Regions from separate parts of the Macaca mulatta genome. Here region 2 is linked to region 1. The links are chromatin contacts, called in public Hi-C maps. All regions are on one chromosome and are shown on one strand. The core of a region is the stretch at or near the end of the contact, and the rest is flanking DNA. Distances in the headings are between cores, read along the strand shown.

Region 1 (7,051 bases), core at 1,358-3,857:
CCTTCCTGCCCTGCCACTCCCCTGTCCAGTGAGGTCATCTCCAAGGGTCCCAGCGCTGGCAGAGGGACCAGAGAATCCCACCACTTCCCTAAGAAGTTTCTTGGCTGACAGGCATTTTGTGCCAATGGAGGGAGCAAGCAAGCCTTGAACCTCTGACTCACACCAGGCTTTGAGCTGTGATGGTGTCTTTTTTTGGCTTCGGCTTTTACAGAAAGACAAAATACCACTCATTCAACAAACGCTTTACAGGTCATCTGCATCGGGCCCTGTGCTGACATGGCCACTCCTCAGAGAACCCTCCCTCACACTCTTGTGGGTGGAGACACAGATGTGTGCAGGGGTCAGGCATCCAAGCGAGAGGGAGTGCAGGGGTTGGGGGCACTTGGAGGGGTGTCTGCCTGGAGGCGGAGGTGGTGGTGCAGAAACTGCAAGGCCTGGAATGTGCAGGAAGCTGGGGGCAGCCCCAGCTGGAATGAGCAGCTTCCAATGGAGCCATGACTGGAGTGTTCATGGAGTGAGGAGGGCCTGAGGAGAGGTGAGTGGGGAGGGGTCAGGCCTCAGAGAGTCCAGGTGGCAGGTAAAGAGTTCAGCCATTGCTCCCAGGGCCTGGGGAGCCACCGCAGAGTTTGAAGACACTGTGGCTGTGGGACTGTCCCTGGGGAAGGCCTGTCTGGAGGCACAGAAGGCCTAGGCAGAGGATGTAAGGTCCTGGGTGTGTGTCCAGGCCACAGCCTTGTTTAGCAGTAACCACAGTCCGCCAGGGCCCAGACTGAGCTCCTTGCAGACCAGCCCACAGCCCTGGGCTAGGCAGAGGGTGCAGCCAGTGTGGCCACCACTGGGCAGGGGGTTCAGGAGGCAGGCTTGACTCATCAGTGTCCCCAGGCCCCAGCCCGCGGGTGGGGCAGAGCAGGCGCCAGTGGAAGTGTGTTGTGGAGTGAAAGAAGCTTTACAAACGCTTCCAGCGACCGACTGAAGGTATTTCTTCCTGCCCACACATCCTCAGACCTGGGAATAAGGAAACGTGAGGCTCCAGCCAGCTCCTGAAGGCGCAGGACACAGCTGAAAGGAATTTGGAAAAGGGCCACTGGGCAAAAGTCCCTCCAGGGCTTCACAGTCTCAGTTTCCTCATCTTGAAGTCAGGGTGTGTGTGGGGTGGAAAGGGGTGGGGAGGAAGAGAGAGCCAGAGCGAGAGAGAGAGCGACAGAGAGCACAACGGAAATTGGCTGGACTGATCTGCACCGCTGGATCTGCACCGCTGCTAGCATTGTGATGGAGGCCAGCACAGCCACTACCTTCCGCTCTCCTACGGGAGACAGGGGGCGGTGGTGGGGAGCTCCCAGTTCTCTCTGGCAGGCAAGAAGGCAGACCTTGTGACCCCTTTTTCACCAGGGAGGCATGCCAAACACATTGGCTACATGTCCCAAGGACACTGAGCCACAAGGTGGAAGGGCTCCATGGAACCTGTTTCTCGGAGTGGGTCTGGCACCCCTGTTTCCCACAGAGGCTTCTCCGGGAGCCTAGAACCCATGGACCGTGGACGCAGAGGCCAAGCACGGGAAACCGTGCCTGGCGCCCCACATGTTGGGAGGCCCATTCGGTGAACCCGAGTCGGTGGGTTCAGCCCGGGATTAGGTAGCTAAACCAAGAAATTGCACATCTGACCCAGCCCTGACTGAAAAGTCAGGCCAAAGCCTCGCAATGTTAGTTACCCTCCCACAAAGCTAGACATCCAGGAACCCAGGATTACCCAAGCTGCGCAATCATAATGACGATGATGATGGTGAGGTGATGTTTGGAACGCAGGCGCGTTAGGGAACTCCACACATGATTCAGGGAGAATTCTCCTGCCCGGGATCCCAGTCCACCGCCCCCAGCTCCCGGTCTGCAGTTCTCCGCGTTCCCGCCCCAGCTCCCAGGTCCAGTGTAAACTCGTGGTCCCTGTGTCTGCAGAAAGGCACGTTTCCCCGCTGCAGCGCGGACTGGCTGCGTTCTCCCTGCGTCCAGATCCAGGGCTCGCGGGCGACAGAGCGAGTCTCGGGGTCCCACTGTGCGGATACAGGATCGGATACCGGAGGCGAGACCAAAGTGCACAGGCCATTGCGTGGGTCCTGTTCCGCTGGGACGCAAATGCGCAGGCTCTAGGGCGCCTCCTATTCTACTTACAAAGTGAAACAAAATGCTTTACGAACGGTGGCTCGTTGGTCTAGGGGTATGATTCTCGCTTAGGGTGCGAGAGGTCCCGGGTTCAAATCCCGGACGAGCCCTTATTTTCTTTCCCTTCCTTTTCCCTCATCTCAGTACCCTAAATAACAGCACTTACCGAACTGGAAGAATTCTTTAGATAGCAACCAGTGGGCAAAACCGCTCCCTCGTTTTCAATCGTCGATGCGACCTCTTCGAATTGTGCCAGGTCCCATTTCGCGTTCATTAGGACTGTAGAACGCCAAGTTACGTGTGCCAAGCAGATAAAAGAAGTTAAGAAAAGAGGGGCTCGTCCGGGATTTGAACCCGGGACCTCTCGGACCCAAACCGAGAATCATACCCCTAGACCAACGAGCCAGCTGCTCAAGCTCTTCGCTTTCAATTTACTAGAGTCGAAGGCAGTGGCAAGAGCGTGGGGCAGCGCATGCGAGAACTAGTCGGGTGGGGCGTGGTTTCTATGCACAGAAATCCACGCGATCCCCTTGAACAAGCAGGGATTCAGGCCTGCTAGTGTCCCCCGACTTTGCTCCTAAGAACGTACCGCGCCCCCATTCTACCCGGAAACCCTTTCCTCCCTGCCCCTCAACTCCTGTCCCCGCGAACCCTCAATCACCGGCGGGACACACCCCCGCCTTGGAATCCCAGATCTATGCTTCCCGCCTCCAGCGCCCGGGCAGGGGCTGCCTCAGGCTCGGCATACAGCAAGTGCCTAATCAGTTCAGGCCGAATGCTGGACACAGTGCATCGACCCCAAAAGCGATGTGTCAGTCCAGGGCCGGAGCGGAGGGTGCGCAGGCCGCGGACGAGGGCGACACAGAAGGGACGATGTGAACGAGGCCAAGGCGGCCTCAACCCTGCAGGGGCGGGGCAGCGACTTAAAGACCGAGGCTTTCCGCAGCTCCCCCAAAATGGAGACCGCTTGGCCGCGCGGCGGAGGGAGCACGGAGCCTGGAGCACTGAGTGCTAATGTGGCAGCGCGAGTGCGCGCGAGGATCTGGCGCAGAGGGCAAACAATGTGCCTGGCTCTGCAGGTTGTTCTTATTTTTTGCATTAACGAACATTGCCCCGAAACACTCACCTACAGATTACCTTTCGTCCTTCCTCTCCGCTCAGGGTCAACCCCAACCTCCTGGGGTCCGCTGTTCTCTTCCCATTCCAGCGACTCAGACTGGAACCTCTGCGGGATCAGGAGCTAAGTTGGCCCTTTCCCTATGCTCAGGGTATGGAGCAGCGCTTGCCTTCGAAGAATTAACACAAATAATCAGCAATGATTTCACACGCCATCTCTTACTGAACTCTCTCAATAACCTCTCAAGGTAAGAAATGCCCCCATTTACTGGTAAGCAAAGGGGTCAGAGAGGTTAAGTGTGTTACTCAAGGTCACACAGCTTCACATGGCAAAACTGGGATTGAAATTAAGGTGTCAGTGATCTCCCACTGCCTGCCTTGCTTTCCCCCTTATACATTTTCGTTTACCCATTTACATTATATTTATATTCACATTTGTTTTCCAGGAAATATCTGAAATTGTGTGGAAACAATTTATAAAGCAAAGGGCAGTTCCCGACATTCATGTGTTCCTGAGTCACTAACCCCCAAATAACTTCTGGCTCTGCTGCTTTTCACTGCTTCTGAAAATGACATTACTTCAGCCTGTCCCAGCAAGGCCTCCATTTTATGTACATTCCTGTCTGAATACTTGAGAAGGACTCACAGAGTGGGCCAATAGCTTTGCGGTTTCTGAAGTGCTTTTAAGTTGCACGTGAGGAGGAATGAACCCAAAGGGAGGTAAAAATATCTTTAGATATTAAGCGTCTTACCATGTGCCAAGCACAATATAAGGCATTTTACATATTTTCTTACTGAATCTCTCAACATCAACATCCAGGTTAAGGGTGTTTTACAGTTATCCCCATTTCACAGATAAGGAAGCTTGAGGCCACAGAAGTGGAGTGACTTGCCCAAGGGCACGTATTCTGTAATTGTTGGAATTGGGGTTATTCATTTATTCAACTGACTCTGGTGCCAGAGCCCATGCTAGGGGCTGAAGAATCTAGGTGAGGAGGACCCAGCCTCTACAACTGGATCTGTCTGATCTCACATGGAGCTCTCTCCACTACACCAGAGCCTTTGAAAAACTGCTTTCCCGGCTGGGCGTGGTGGTTCACACCTGTAATCCCTGGAGGCCGAGGAGGGTGGATCACCTGAGGTCAGGAGTTTGAGACCAGCCTGGCCAACATGGTGAAACCCCGTCTCTACTAAAAATACAAAAATGAGCTGGGCATAGTTGCAGGTGCCTGTAATCCCTGCTACTCGGGAGGCTGAGGCAGGAGAATCACTTGAACCTGGGAGGTGGAGGTTTCAATGAGCCGAGATCGAGCCCCACACAGGAGCAGGGAGGCCACAGGGCATCCAGTGGAGTAGGGCAAACCTTAGGCAGAGGTTCTCAGGCTCATTGAGACAGGCTGAGTGGAGGCTCCAGTGGAGGGGCTGAGGACAGCTCTCTAGGCTTGCCTCAGGACCCGGCTACACCCTAGATGTGCTGCACACCCCAGATGTGCTGCTGGGTGAACCAGGCTTTCTCCTCTGTAGGCTAGGGGCCGTCAGGAGATCATGACAATTGTCAGTCATTCCCACTGCCCACTGCCCACAGCCCACCATCTTTTGCCCAGATTATGCTGGCATCCTGACTTTTTTTTTTTTTTTTTTTAATGGAATCTTACTCTGTCTCCCGGGCTAGAGTGAAGTGGCATGATCTTGGCTCACTGCAACCTCTGCCTCCTGGGTTCAAGCCATTCTCCTACCTCAGCCTCCCAAGTAGCTGGGGTTACAGGTGCATGCCACAGCACCCAGCTAAGTTTTAAATTTTAATAGAGACTGGGTTTTACCATATTGGCTAGGCTGGTCTTGAACTCCTGACCTCAGGTGATTGGCCCGCCTTGGCCTCCCGAAGTGCTGGAATTACAGGAGTGAGCCACCTTTCCAGGCCCGCATCCCGACTTTCAAATGATGCCTTTGGGTATGTATGGCCAAGTTGCCCACTATCTTCCACTTGAGATGAAGCAGCCTGAGGCCTGCCTTGAAGACTGCCAGGGCTGGGAGCAGGCTGGGATAACACCATCACTGTCAGGAAGGGATTCATTCATCTCCAGATCCACTGTGCCCAGGGTGTTGGCACCGAGAGGATCATGTTCCTCCACCACCCCTTCCTGACCCTCCGTGCTGCCCCCCACCTTCTTCCCAATCTCCCGTCTGGGTGGTGGGGGGCAGGTACCACCACCCCCAGTGACCGAGGCCAGCTCCCATGGCCATGGCATTATGGAGCCACCACCCTGGCCGAGGCTGGCTTCCTCCCCCAACCTCTACTCTAAGAATCCCCTCAGGGCAGAGTGTCAGGGATCAAGCCCCTCCAAGTCTGGGCACTTGCCAGGCTGCGCACAGAACTGCAGGTCAATCATTAACTTCAGGACCCAGTCCGGGAAATGGAAAGCCACTCAAACTCCGTCCCAGTGGTAGGTTTCTCCTGCCCTGCGTCTCCCCAGAGCCACGGGGCCCCCTCGCCCCAGCCGCAGACACAGAAGATCATTCGTTCCTGTGTTTAGGTGACCTCAGGCAGGGCTTTGACACTGGCCAACTTTCAGCTGGGCTGGAAGACTGGGGTTGGCTTCCCAGCCCCTCCATCATTCTGGGTGACCTTGAACAAGTCACTCAGGCTCTTGGAACCAGTTTCCTCATCGGTAAAATGAGTGTAAAGGTAGCTGTCCAGAGGGAGGTTGTGAGTGGGGAAGGGAAGAAATGGAGGTGAAAGTATCTGTGAGCTTTCTGCTAACCCCTGAGCATCTTCATCTATGCGGTTCGGGCACAGGCTTGTTGTCTGTCTGGTCTCAGGGAGGCCATCCTTCCCTCTCCTCCACTCCTGAGGGGCAGATGTCACGGGAGGCGCGAGTGCACCAGCAGGGTCCTCACTCCACCACCTGCTGGCCTACGGCTGCCCTCCCAGAGCTGTTGGGTTGTTGGTCATTGGGAAATGGTGAACTCATTCTTGGAAGCTGACAACAGCTTCCTCTGTTAAAATGAAAATCTGTTCTAGACTTCTCATGAGACCTCAGTTGAACTGGTGTCTTCACCTCTCAAGAGTTGGGATGGACAAATTGAATGGTCTCAAATTTTCTTTTAAAAAGCTATGGAATCTTTAAACGAATTTATTGAATGCAGCTGCACCAGTGGAAAAGGGAGAAAGGCATTTGCAGAACTGCCTGGCATCAGTGGTAGGCCTAGCAAGGCTTCAAGGAATGGTGGCACCTGAACAGCCCTTAATGATGGCTGGGATTTGGCCAGGGGAGACGTAGAAGGGGCATTCTGGGTGGAGGGACATACTTGGCCAAAAGCATGGGAGCGAGAGGGCAGGTCTGTGGGGAGGGGACTCTGAGAGCCTGTGCGGAGGGAGATGTGCCTGGGGTGGTGGCTGGGCTGGAGCCAGGTTTAGTGGGTCCAACTCACCAAGCTGGAGAGGGCAGGGGTGGGGTGAGTCCTGGAGACATGGGGGTCTCCACCATCCAGGCATGTCCAGTCTAATGAAGGAGACAGATCTGCATCCACACAGGACACTCAGGGGTCTAAACGGTCTGAGGCAAAGCACAGGGCGCTGAGCCCCATTTGGCTGGGGAGACCTGGACCAACTGGTGGTCAGGGAAGGCTTCCTGGGGAATCTGTGTGTGCCTGTGCTGCCTCCTAAAGTGAGTGTCTGAACCAGAGGCTGTGTACACTCAAAGGGAGGTTCTAAGCAGAGAAATGCAGTGCCCTGCCCTGTCCTCCCCCTTCCAGCTAGGCCTCCATGTGTAGCCAGGCT
Region 2 (7,051 bases), core at 2,998-5,497, 210 kb after region 1:
GTACAAATTCACCTTCATAGTATGTGAGTTTCATACACATTTATACAAATATATAAAATCTGATTTTATATCTAAATCTCTCTGCATACATATTGCAACATTACAGCTTCTGTAACACTCTTTTGGATCACTTGCTCTGGGGCAAGCCAGTTATTATATCCCAAAGATGCTCAAGCAGCCTTATAGGGAGGTCTATAGTGAGAAACTGAGGCCTCTTTCCTTGCTAACTTTCCAACCAATGTGAGGTACCTTGGAAGCTGATCCTCCAGCCCCAGTCAGCCGTCAGATAGCTGCAACTGCTTGGAAGACCCACGCCAGAACCACCCAGCTAAGCCACTCTTGATTTCAATACAAACGGCAAAAACGTATAAAACTTTAAAAAATTATTCTTGTTTTAAGTCACTAAAGTTTGGGATAATACTTCTTATGCACTAAGAGTTGACTAACAGCTATATCAAACTTGGGGAAAGATAGGAAACTGATCACAGGTTGAGAACTATTTCAGGGTCGACGGAAGGACAGAGATGGTTGAATAAACTTGAAAGTACTGATTGAGACTGAATTTGAAATAAATAAAAATGGGGTCCAGGATAGAAAGGAAAGAAAGTAAATCCAGCAAAGGGGAACAGATTTTTTTTTTTTTAATTTTTATTTATTTTTTTGAGATGGAGTTTTGCTCTTGTTGCCCAGGTTGTGCAATGGCATGATCTCAGCTCACCACAACCTCCACCTCCTGGGTTCAAGCTATTCTCCTGCCTCAGCCTCCCAAGTAGCTGGGATTACAGGCATGTGCCACCACACCCAGCTAATTTTGCACTTTTAGTAGAGATGGGGTTTCTCCATGTTGGTCAGGCTGGTCTCGAACTCTCGATCTCAGGTGATCCGCCCACCTCAGCCTCCCAAAGTGTTGGGATTACAGGCGTGAAGCACTGCACCTGGCCAGGGGAACAGATTTCTATGTATTTTGCCAGACTACAGGTAGTTATACTCATGTCTAATAGGATAGTAAGTCTTAGTTTTTCTTCTTTGGTTGAGTGTAGAGTGGCTCTCATTTTATTTACCACACATTTCCTGGAGTGAAAGTGCCTTTTATTTAAAATCATGGCTCTGTTACTTACAAGCTTGTTACCTTGGGCCAGCTATTTAACCTCTCTATGCCTTAGTTTCTTCATTCATAAAATGGGGATAAAACTGTATCTGTAAGGTTTTATCAGGGATTAAACAAGTTAATGTGTATAACATGATCTGGAATACAGAAGGCTCTATATAAATATTAGCTATTATTCTTATTATATGCTAGACTCTATAGTACACAGATCTGATTGGTCCCTCTCCTCAAAGAGCTCGTTGTCCAGTCAGGAAGATTTTCTTTTTCTTTTTTTTTTTTTGAGACAGGGTCTTGCTCTGTCACCCAGGCTAGAGTGCAGTGGCACAATCTTGGCTCACTGCAACCTCCACCTCCTAGGTTCAAGTGATTTTCCTGCCTCAGCCTCCCGAGTAGCTAGGACTACAGATGCATGCCACCATGCCTGGCTACTTTTTCTATTTTTAGTATAGATGGGATTTCTCCATGTTGGCCAAGCTGGTCTTGAACTCCTGACCTCAAGTGATCCACCCACCTCGGCCTCCCAAACTACTGGGAATACAGGCATGAGCCACTGCTCCCAGCCAGGAAGATTTTCAAATAAATGGCCATAATTCAGTGTTCTGAGCTCTGTAACAAGGTGTACAGTAAGCAGTGGGGGAGCAGGGATGTCTGTCTTATCCTAGAGGGAAAGACAGGGGCGGGATAAGCTTGAGGAAAAAGTTCGAGTCTAATCCTTAGGGAAGAGCATGTTGGGAACATTTGGGACTAGAAAGCAGTCACAGACAGCACGGGAAAGGTAGTTTCTGGCTGCAAAACAAATATGGTTAGGAGAAAAGGGAAGATGTGAACTGTAGTATGTAATGACCAGCCCCATCAACATCACCTGGGGGCCTGTTAGGACTATAGGATCCAGGCCTTACCTATTATCTATACTACCAACATTTGCATTTTAACAAGATCCTCAAGTGGTTCCTTTTGAACATTAAAGTTTAGAACCACTGGTCTAGAGCATAGGCTCTAGAGCCAACCTAATCAAGTTTAAATCCCAGCTTTACCTTTTTTTTTCTTTTTTAAGACAGAGTCTTGCTCTGTTGCCCAGGCTGGAATGCAGTAGAGTGATCTTGGCTCACTGCAACCTCCACCTCCCTGGTTCAAACAATTCTCCTGTCTCAGTCTCCCGAGTAGCTAGGATTACAGGCACATGCCACCATGCCCAGCTAATTTTTGTATTTTTAGTAGAGGTGGGCTTTCACCATGTTGGCCAGGCTGATCTTGAACTCCTGACCTCAAGTAATCCACTCGCCTCGGCCTCCCAAAGTGCTGGGATTACAGGTGTGAGCCACCATTTACTTATGTGTGACTTTAGGTAAGCTATTTTACTTCTTTCCTAGGCCTTAGTTGCCTCCTTTGTAATTAGAGATAATAAAAGTTTCCACCTTGTAAAGTTGTTCTAAGGACTGAATTAATATGTAAAATGCTTAGACCAGTATGTGGCACTTAGTAAACACAAGGATTGACTATAACAATTCATCACTCATATGCTACTTCTTAAAGTCAGGGTCAGTTTTTTAAGCCCCTTGTCTTTCAATTTCTACTCCACTGTAGAGGAGTAGACATTCATTGTAGAGGAAAGGACACCTGGAGATCAGAAGACCTGGTATTACAAAGCCTAGCTCCCTTCCAATTCCTAGCTCTGTGAAATCCAGGGAGTTCTTGGAACATCTGTTTTTCTCATTCATAGTATGAAACACCTTAATCGTACATGTCGCACTGAAATGTTGCGAGGCTCAAATGAAAGTGCAAAAATCCTCTATGAAGATTTCACTTACTATCTTTCCAAGAGTTCTTAAGCAGCTGGATGCATAGGAAGATCAGGGAGACAGTGGAGGAAGGGCCTGGTGATTAATATGTTCCACTTTACGATTTTCTGAAGGTGTAGGTTGGGTTTCAACAACAGTGATTTTCCTAGACTTCGGAGAGTATTTTTAGCTAATGGGCAAATAGTAGTAGAAAACTTAAATGCTGTTATTTACCTTCTCTTCCTAACCTACAGTTCCACTCAAGAACATGAAGAGTCTCATACGTTTGTATAGTGGTTCACAACTTACAACGTTTATGTGGTGCTTCACAAGATCCCTATAGGGTAGTATTAACCCAATTTTTCAAGAAGGAAACTATGTCTGGAAATTGTAGAATGCATATTAAAAACTCTTTCTGAAGAGTTTCTACCGGATCCGATGTTACCCAAAGTAAAAAATTTAAAGAGGGAAGTCAATCACAAGATTTCATTGAATCTTCACTATCAGGCAACTGGCTTCGGTTTTATGGCCGCAAATAACTCTATGTTGGGCCCCCTTTCTCACCTGTAAAATAGGAACAAGACCTTTTCCACAAATAAAATAAGAACAAAGGTAGAGGGTGAACCTACCACGTCGTAGGGCCTCAAATAAATTCCTTCTCCTTCTTGCCCTTGACAGAGATAGCACGGGATATCACTACCATTCCCATTTCATACGTGGAAGAAACCGAACTCGAGAACGTTCGGATTTCCTCTTCTCTACTTGCAACTCCGTAACCCGCAAATCGGCTACGGACAACTGCGATGTCCACTATGTTAGTTCTCGTAGCGTGGATTCTCTCTCCTCAAGATGCCGTCTGGGGGGCTAGAGGCCGCTAATAATTGCCCTCACTATCGAAGAAACTCGATCCTAATCCTCGACGGCACTTCAGGAACAAAGCTGCTCTCCCATCATCCCTAACCTCGCTACAGTAAAGGTCGCAGCAAAACCCCTGCTACACCCGCTAGCGCCATCTTGGCCGCTACGTGTGACGCCACACGTAGCAGAGAGGGCAGCCGATTGGCTGGGAGAAGGCAGCCCAGGAGAGGCGCGCGAAGCCAGAGACAGGAGGGTATGTAGCAGAAGCCAAGAGAACTACAATCCCGGCCTTCCTTGCGCGTACGACAGCAAACCCGAAGCGAAAGAGGTTGGAGTTTGTATTCCGACCACAACTCCCAGCACCCTCCGCGATGTCTGTCCTTTTCTTTCATAACGCGGAGGAAAAAAAGGACAAGATGAATGGAAGGCTTTTGGTGTTTGTCCTCCGAAAGGCGGGAAAGGCGAACTACACCTCCCGACTGGCCGCGCGCGGCTGCGCCTGCGCCCTGTTATCTGTCGCCATCTTGCCCCTTCAGAGGCACCGCAAACAAACCCAATTCCTGGTGTCCCCTAGTCTTGGCGGAGGAGCCTTTTAGATGAGCCCCGAAAGGCCGGGCAGGTGGGTGACTCTCTGGCAGGGTCCTGGAAAGAGCTGGCAGACCAGCCAGGGTAGAGGAGCGCCGGGCCAACCATTCGGAGCCCGGCTTGGGGCTCCCAGCCCCATCCTCCGTTGTTTCCTAACGGGATCGTGGGGCTCCCCGAGGTGGACTCAGGGGGACTCTGGCAGGCCTGGTGCTGGGACTCCGGGGGTCTAGCTCTGGGAGACTCCCGGTGAGTCCAGGTCGTCTGGCTGGCTGTCCGCTGGCTTACTCTCTCTCCGTTGTCCTCTCCGCTGGGGAGGGAGTGAGGCGTGGGTGCCAGCCGGGACCCCTGACAACAGCTACTGGCCCCGAGGGGCTTGGGTCGTGGGCTTGACATTGGAACCGGCGCCGAGAGGCCCGGGTGAGGAGCCTGGGCGGGCTGCTCTTGTTGTGGTGCTGCGAGGGAGTGCGTGTTTGGAGAGGGGGCGGGGCGGGCTTGCCTCCTTGACACTTGAGTGGGGAAGGATCCTACAAGATCCCGATTCCCCGAGCGGGCTTCGGCAACTACTGCCCGGGTTTCCGATGCGTTGCGTCCCCGCTGTGGGGTCCCCTGGCTGGGACGCGCCGGGATGCCGTGACGTGGTGCTCGGTTCTAGCAGCCTCCGACCGCCTCCAAGATCCTGTCGGGAGGCGGGGACTGGCTTGTGGAGGGAGCGGATTCCTTTGGCTCTGCCCCTTCTTCCTCCTCCCCACCCCTTTTCTTTATGTCATACTGCCGGCTGGGGCGCGCAGTCCAGTTCTCCTTGCCTTGGGTTGGTTCTGAGCTGAGAGGACTATGGGAAGTAGGGGGAGGGGGGCTCACCTCGGGACACAGAGTTGGAGTTAGCAGCCCCAGCGCCTGGGACGGGATATAGCAGTTATTTCGGTTCTGTGTCTAACTTCTAGGCTAGACAGTGGGCTCATTCATTCATTCGTTTTACTCAGTCGCGTCAACCATTCACTTACCCATTTAACAAATACTTTACAGCGGCTGTACTCTGTGCTAAGCAGGTATTGCGCGAGTCCCCAGCGCCGTGTAGTTTTGTGTTTTACACTAGAAAATTCCCAGTTCTAAGTAAGTTCCTGGCAGCTAAACTTTTGGTAAATGGTTTTCAATAACTACAGGATCAAGATTCATATTCCATTGTTAAGACTTGAGGAGATAGTTATTTAGTACGTTTCTTTAACTTGCTAGGAGCTTCACAAATTTTATCTCATGTAATTCATAAGTGAGGAAGCTGACAGGAGTCAACTTGCCCAAGGTTGGTAGTACCACCTATTTATTAAATTAAATGCCAGCCACTATGAAAGAACTTTACATATAGTGTTCTTTAATACGCATAACAAACTGGGTGGTATTACCTCTGTTTTATAGATGTGTAAAGCTTAGGCTCAACCAGTAAGTTGAAAAGTTGGGACTAGAAACCTAGAGGTGTCTGGCTCTAAATCCTGTGTTCGTTCCACTGTGATAGTTCAAATGGTTTAATTCTTGATTTGTCAGAAGTTGGAAAGTGTGGTGGTGAGAAAGCATTGTAAAATATTAATGTCTGTTTGGTTTACTTCTTAGCCTGTGGCTGGATCTCCAGGTGAGTGGCCCCTTGAATGTACTTTGGTACTTTGGTAATTTGACTTTTTTTAATTTTGTTCTGGTAGGGAGGACAAGCTCTTTGGGGCTACCAAACAGAAGCAGCAATGCCTGTTGTGTGGCCAACCCTTTTGGATCTCAGCAGGGATGAATGCAAAAGGATTCTTCGAAAATTGGGTATGACGTTCATTGTTTGTTTTTTTACCTCTCTATGATACTTTTCCCTTTCTGCCTGGGTCATGGCTGTTGGCATGGATGTCATATCTCACGCTACATCAGAAATTCTTTGGAGATACAGTTCCCATCTTACTCATTGTTGTTTCCCTCAGTGCCTAACATAGTGCTTTGTAAATAGTAGGTGTGTGAATTGTAATAATACTAGTAGCTAAGATTTATTGAGGGCTACTTGGCTATTCTGAGTCTTTTTTATACAACATCTAATTTAAATATTTTAAGAATTAACTTGGTCGTTTGAAAGCCTGAAAGGTAGGTGTTTTTTGTTTGTTTGTTTTGTCTCCATTTTACAGATGAAGCTTAGAAGCCAAGGTGATGGTGATAGACATCCAGTCAGTATTTGAACCAGGGAATATGCTTTCAGTCTCACTTTAACATACTCTTAACCTTCATGATTGTATGTGTCAATTATATACTATTTCTGAATTCTAAATTGATGTAAGCTATGCTCACTTTTTCAAATTATATTTTACTATCAATAATAAAACATTTTATGCTTGTAATTTATTATTTAGTGCTTCTTTTCACCTACAGCAGCCTTTCTTAACCAGTATTGAGGGAAAGAATTAAGCCCTAATGCTAAGGTATCCATTGTATGTAAAGAACTAACTTCGTCCTGTGCATCTAGAATGCTATTAATTGTTGCTTTCCTTGGGAAAATTGAGAAAAAGTGTTATTACTCAAATCATTTTGTGTTCTGTGGTTCAAATGAGGATCTTTGGTTGAGAAATGCTGCCTTAGACTGTGAGGACCTTGTCTTATATACCACTGTAGTTTCTGGCTAGCACAATAAATGAAATAATTGAAAAAATAATTTGAAAAAGAGATTAAATGTTTTGGCAGTGGATATGCATTGTTCAGATAGCTG

Evidence for each region. Hi-C and Micro-C count contacts between places; a contact is called where the count stands out from the background.
Region 2: a contact with region 1 is called in a Hi-C map of fetal cortex germinal zone, with 1.9 times the contacts expected there. The contact joins the promoter of EMSY here to the promoter of WNT11 in region 1. A contact is called at or near these places in 2 of 14 Hi-C or Micro-C datasets (fetal cortex germinal zone and fetal cortical plate).

Annotation. Positions count from the first base shown.
Region 1 is chr14:76,642,480-76,649,530 of T2T-MMU8v2.0, forward strand. WNT11 (Wnt family member 11) reads right to left here and starts at 2,608. Exons shown (of 10, transcript XM_001086955.5): 1 at 2,321-2,608. TRNAP-AGG (transfer RNA proline (anticodon AGG)) reads left to right here and starts at 2,193; the gene lies at 2,193-2,264. It overlaps TRNAP-UGG (transfer RNA proline (anticodon UGG)), which reads right to left and starts at 2,559; the gene lies at 2,488-2,559.
Region 2 is chr14:76,850,393-76,857,443 of T2T-MMU8v2.0, forward strand. EMSY (EMSY transcriptional repressor, BRCA2 interacting) reads left to right here and starts at 4,248. Exons shown (of 21, transcript XM_015115232.3): 1 at 4,248-4,363; 2 at 6,018-6,126. The coding sequence starts at 6,057. It overlaps LOC106993391 (a long non-coding RNA gene), which reads right to left and starts at 3,915. Exons shown (of 4, transcript XR_013404179.1): 1 at 3,516-3,915.